2 separate regions of the Hordeum vulgare genome follow, and region 2 is linked to region 1. Evidence: chromatin contacts called from public HiChIP or PLAC-seq data. All regions are on one chromosome and are shown on one strand. Each heading gives the region's core, a stretch centred on a gene start, on an enhancer-like site or on the middle of the called end of the contact. The rest is flanking DNA. Distances are from core to core; before and after follow the strand shown.

Region 1 (2,737 bases), core at 126-2,625:
CTGAATATATGAACCATCCAAGATTATCCCATTTTAGTAAGCTCCCTAAGAAGAGAAGATCTCCAAAATCATCCTATAGCACGAAGATATCTACCACGGGAAAGCACAGTACAAAAGCAAGACCTCAGTGAGCTCCATGATGCCACAAGTTAGGAAGTGTATTGCAGTAGACAACACAAGAGATGTCCCCCGTGTAATGGCATGTATCTAACTAGCAGATTGGCCCGCACAATTGCATGGTTTACTGTGTTACAGTATCGGTACAAAACAATTGGTTTGCGAAAATTATATTTGCAAACAAAATACAGCTACAATATTTGATTATATGTTTAATTAGCATGATTTGTTTTATCTTGAGATATCTGTCGCGTTATGTGACTGAGCTTATTGAGTTCTAAGCAGTGCTACCACCTCTTTTTTTATTTCCCTTTTCTGATCACTGTGTTTCTAGGCCAGCCATGGAATCCAAGCTTTTAAAATTAGGTTCAACTAAGTTGGTTTAAATAAGCTGGCGGTGCTCCCCTCGGTTCACTATTATAAGATGTTCTAATTATTATTTTTCTAAATGGAATGTATGTAGGCACATTTTAGTGTGCTTGTTCAGTCATTTCAGTCCGTACATAGTCCATATTGAAATACGCAAAACATCAATGGAGGGAGTAGATGGACGGATTCGACAAAGTACTAGTTTGAAACTAGATACAAGTATAAGATACTGGCAGTGCTAGAGCAACAAATGCCAAAACATTTCAAGACTCCGAAATCGACAAGCTCTCACTGAAACCCATACAGCTTCAGTGAGTAGAACCAGAATTAGTTCATCGGCGCGAGTCAGGTACCTGAAACCTGTCGATGGGGAAGTCGTAGATCCCAGCGAGCTCATTGTAGTCGATGATATCGTCGCCGAACTCCCGCACCTCGGCGACGAGCTTGGCCACCTGCTGCGACTTGTACTGCTCCGACCGCTGCCTCCGCTCCGCGGTCTCCTGCCGCGAATCCTCCGCGGCCGCATCCCCCTCCTCGTCGTCCTCGCCGCCGCTCCCCTCCTCCAGCTCCTCGTCGCCCTCCCCGTCATCGTCCTCGTCATAGTCCACGTCGCGGATGTCTAGCTCGTATTCATCCTCCTCCTCCTCCTCGTCGGGCTCCTCGTCCTCGTCCTCGTCGGACACCGGCGCGGCGGCGCGGGAGGGGGAGCGCGCGGAGGGGCGGTGGAGCGGGGCGGCGTGGGCGTGGGCGTGGGCTTGGGATTGGGCTGGGCGGCAGGGCGGGAGGAGGGCCGGCGGTGGGGTCTGGGGTGGCGCGTGGCGGGGCGCGGTGGGGAGCGGGAGGAGGAGCAGGAAGTGGGGGGCGAGGCAGTGCATGGCGGGAGGGTGTGGTGAAGGTGAACTGGTCATTCGGCCGGAAGAGGCGGGGGAAGACGAGATAATGCTAGGATTTTAATCTTCGCTCTTCCACATGCTAACCGGAAATACGCCAACGACCTGGGTTTACGCCAGCCTCAAGTTTTTTTTTTCAGGGAATGCCTTCATGGCGGTTAAATCAGTAGGCTTTGGCTTCCAAACAACGAAAAAGGGTTTACCCCGCTTTATTATATTTATATATTATAATTAAGCATCGGTCAAAGCATACAAGATATCACAAGGTTTAACGCACCCACGCAAACGCCAACTGGAACACAACCATGATGAAAGTACAAACGAAAATATGAAGTCTTGCCGGGGGAGCAGCACAATAATTCCCAAGGAAGAGTCAATGACAGCTAGGCTAATCTGGGTCTGGAGGAGAACGAAGCAGCGATGTTGAGGCGGAAGCCATGCGGGCGGCAACGCCCCTCGATGCAGCGCCAACCGTGTCGATGGAGTGTTGGTCGTTGCGCCGACTAAGCGGCCACCATAGCCGTAGAAAGCCACACAATTTGAAAATTGCATCAGTCGCGCGGATAGGAATTACATGCTCTATCACAAGCTTATTACGAATATTCCATAGAGTTTAGAGGAGGGCACCGATGGTAACCGAGAGGGTCGGTCTCACAGCGGCGCTGTGAGACCGAAGAAGCACCTCGACAAACATGTCGGGCAGGTTGTCGTGACACCAACTGCCCCCAACCACCTCCCGTACACAGCTCCACATGAACCTACCGGTCGGGCAAGTGAAGAAGATATGGTTGCAATCCTCTGAGACCCTACACAAAGGACACAACCCATCGGATGGTCCGTTCCTTTTCAACACCTCCGTCCCGGATGGGACCCGGCCGCGCAGCAGCTGCCATAGGAATATACGGATCTTGAGAGGGAACTTGAATTCCCACAAGATGTTTGATACGTCTCCGTCGTATCTATAATTTGTGATTGTTTCATGTCAATATTCTACAACTTTCATATACTTTTGGCAACTTTTTATACTATTTTTTAGACTAACATATTGATCCAGTGCCTAGTGCTAGTTCCTGTTTGTTGCATGTTTTTTTGTTTCGTAGATTATCCATACCAAACGAAGTCCAAACGCAATAAAAAACCTACAGGGATTTTTTTTTTGAAATATTTATGATTTTTGGAAAGAAGAATCTACGAGAAACGATGCCCGAGGTGGTCACAAGCCCAGGAGGCGCCCCCCTAGGGCGCGGCAGGCAGGCTTGTGACCAATCCCTAAGGCTGTTGGGCCCTTCTTTCGCCGCAAGAAAGATAATATCCGGAAGAAAATTGTGTTAAAATTTCAGCCCAGTCGGAGTTACGGATCT
Region 2 (2,700 bases), core at 50-2,549, 260 kb after region 1:
TTCGTGCCCCGCGCTTCCTCGCGGCGTCCGAGCGGACGCGGCGCTCGCGCTCCAGGTCGCTTCTGCCGCCGGATTTGCTTTCGCCGCCGCGTTCGGAGCTCCACATGGCGGTTGGAGGCGAAATGTGGTTGCCGGTGGCGAGAAATGTGGAGAGGGAGGGTGGGGGATTGCGTGGCTCGGCGGCGGCGGGGGATAGGGTTTCAACCCGCAAACGCGCCGCGGAACCGTAGATATAGAGATCGGGGCGGGAGGTTTGCGGGCAGCGGCAAATATTTTTACGGGCCGGGCGAGTATGCGGGCTCTGTTCTGGTCGGAAAAATGGGCCGAACCCGCATACTCGTCGGAATTTTGCGGGTTCGAGGCTTTTGCGGGGTCTGCTAGAGATGCTCTTAGGAGCATCCAATTACCTACTATTCGATACTTTGCTCTTTTCATCGGTAGATGTTATGGTGACCCATCATACCACTACATGATGTAGTATTCATGTCGTTGATATAACACCCACAAGACAGAGTCTTATGAGCCTTATATCCCTTAGAGTGAACAACAGAAAATAACGGGTCCAAACCATAAGTAGATAAACAACCCAACTCATACATTACGAATTCATTCGAATAAGATCCAAAAAATTCAAACTACTGGTACTGACGATATGGTAATTCTAGCCTTGGCCACGACTACCGTGACTAGCTTACTTCTGTGATTAGCCTATGCCTAATGACCTGGCATTTCTTCATCCTGCATCAACAAGGTGTATAACAACATCGGTCTTTTCTATGTTTATTATTGGTGCTATATCCTAAAAATCTTCTTCACACAAAGACAAAAGAATTATCCTAACGGTTGCACCGCAATCACATAAACCATGATAACCATGGTACCAACAGTACTAATACGAAGCATTATGGAGTATCTATCAACTTGCATTGCACATACTAGTCATTTACTAGTCACACTAGAAGCATTGTTTAATTAAACACACAATTTCCTCTTCAGATTCGCCAGTATTCAATTCAGATTACCAGTAATTAATAAAGCTCCCGAATTTGGAAAAACAAAAACAAGAGGCAGCCTCAAACGCACCCCAGCCCGTTTCCGCGTAGAGCCGACGGAGCTCCACTCGCGAGCCGCCAGATCTGCAACCAAACCCGACCGACGCGCCGGAACGAACAAAACGTCCCACGCCCCACCGCTCGCACCGCACCTCTACCTCACTGGTGGGTGGTCCCGTCACTTGAAAAGCAGGGGCGCAACTGCAAGTGCGCAACGACTCCCCCTCCCCCTCCCCCGTTTGCGTTGCGCGTGTCAAATCCCATTCCCGTTCCCATTCCCGGAGCCCCCCTACACTCGCCCGGCGGATTCCAATTTCCAGGAGTCCGCCTCCAATTTCCTCGCAACAGCAGCTCCCCACCCCACCCCACCCCCCCCCGAGATCTCCCCGACCGGCCTCGAGATCCCTGCGCCCATGTCGTCGTCGGCCATGGACGCCATCGTCGAGCTCGTCGAGCTCTCCGAGTCCATGCGCCAGGCCGCCTCGCTCCTCGCCGACGACGACCCCTCCGACGACGCCGCCCCGCGCCGCCCCTCCACCTTCCTCAACGCCGTCGCGCTCGGCAACGTCGTAAGTGCCGCCGCCCCACAGCCCTCTCCCGCCCCGCCCGCGCCCTGATCTGACGCGATCCGGTTTTGTTCCCTTCCCTTCCCTTCCCTTCCCTTCCGTGCAGGGGTCCGGCAAGTCGGCCGTGCTCAACTCCCTCATCGGCCACCCCGTGCTGGTGAGTAGTGCCTCGTCCCTAGCTCTCGCTGTCCTCCGCCGCTTTAGGCCTTCGCTTGTGCTGACCAGTGGTGGCTGCTCTGCTGCAGCCGACGGGGGAGAACGGGGCCACGCGGGCGCCCATAGTTGTCGACCTGCAGAGGGATCCGGGCCTCAGCACCAAGTCAATCGTCCTGCAGATCGACAGCAAGTCGCAGCAGGTTTCTTCGAGTGAGTGAGATCTCCCCCTGGCCAGCCAGATCTGACAATGCACGCGGGTGGTCGGTCCGCTCAGTATGGTGACACTTTGTGCTTGTGTTGGCGTGCAGGTGCGCTCCGGCATTCACTGCAGGATAGGCTTAGCAAGGCCACCGGACCCGGGAGGAGCCGGACTGATGAGATTTACCTCAAGCTGCGGACAAGTACAGGTCTGTCGCTGGATCACACATGTTTACTCTAGTACTAGTAGTTTGGGCAATGTTGCTAATCTAGTAGCAAGCTGTATAGTCAGGCATTCCTGAGGGTATGGTATGTTCGAGCAAGTTTCCAAACTAGTTGTTTGGTATTGATAGCTTAAGTTTTATGTGCCATTTAAAGCTGAAATGGCAAGACCTTAAGATTGTGGAAGGCACCAATTACTCAAATCTAGCGTGCTCTGGTATAGTTATTACTACTTACTCAAAAGTGCGCTCTCTTATTTTTCCAACGATGCAATTAATCTGATTTGGAATACCAGCTCAATATAATTTAATCTGATTCGAAAATACCAACTCAATATCTGAGAGTTATGCTACATGCTAGACATTAATTCCCTGTCTTTCCTTTGCAAATGATTTCTCACCGTGTCTCTCTTTGTTTTTCCAGCTCCTCCACTAAAGTTGATTGATTTACCTGGCATAGACCAACGAGTTATCGATGATTCAACAGTGAGTACTGCTCACACAATA

The links. HiChIP or PLAC-seq counts read pairs in DNA pulled down with a chosen protein or histone mark.
Region 2: a contact with region 1 is called in an H3K4me3 HiChIP or PLAC-seq map of embryo, with 9 times the contacts expected there. The contact joins the promoter of LOC123404568 here to the promoter of LOC123400978 in region 1. A contact is called at or near these places in 1 of 6 Hi-C or Micro-C datasets (seedling) and 1 of 1 datasets of contacts at active chromatin or transcription factors (embryo).

The regions. Positions count from the first base shown.
Region 1 is chr6H:510,964,168-510,966,904 of MorexV3_pseudomolecules_assembly, forward strand. It overlaps LOC123400978 (DExH-box ATP-dependent RNA helicase DExH15 chloroplastic), which reads right to left and starts at 1,376. Exons shown (of 16, transcript XM_045094693.1): 1 at 840-1,376. The coding sequence starts at 1,361.
Region 2 is chr6H:511,219,706-511,222,405 of MorexV3_pseudomolecules_assembly, forward strand. LOC123404568 (dynamin-2A-like) reads left to right here and starts at 1,300. Exons shown (of 22, transcript XM_045098506.1): 1 at 1,300-1,621; 2 at 1,725-1,775; 3 at 1,864-1,984; 4 at 2,083-2,181; 5 at 2,618-2,679. The coding sequence starts at 1,466.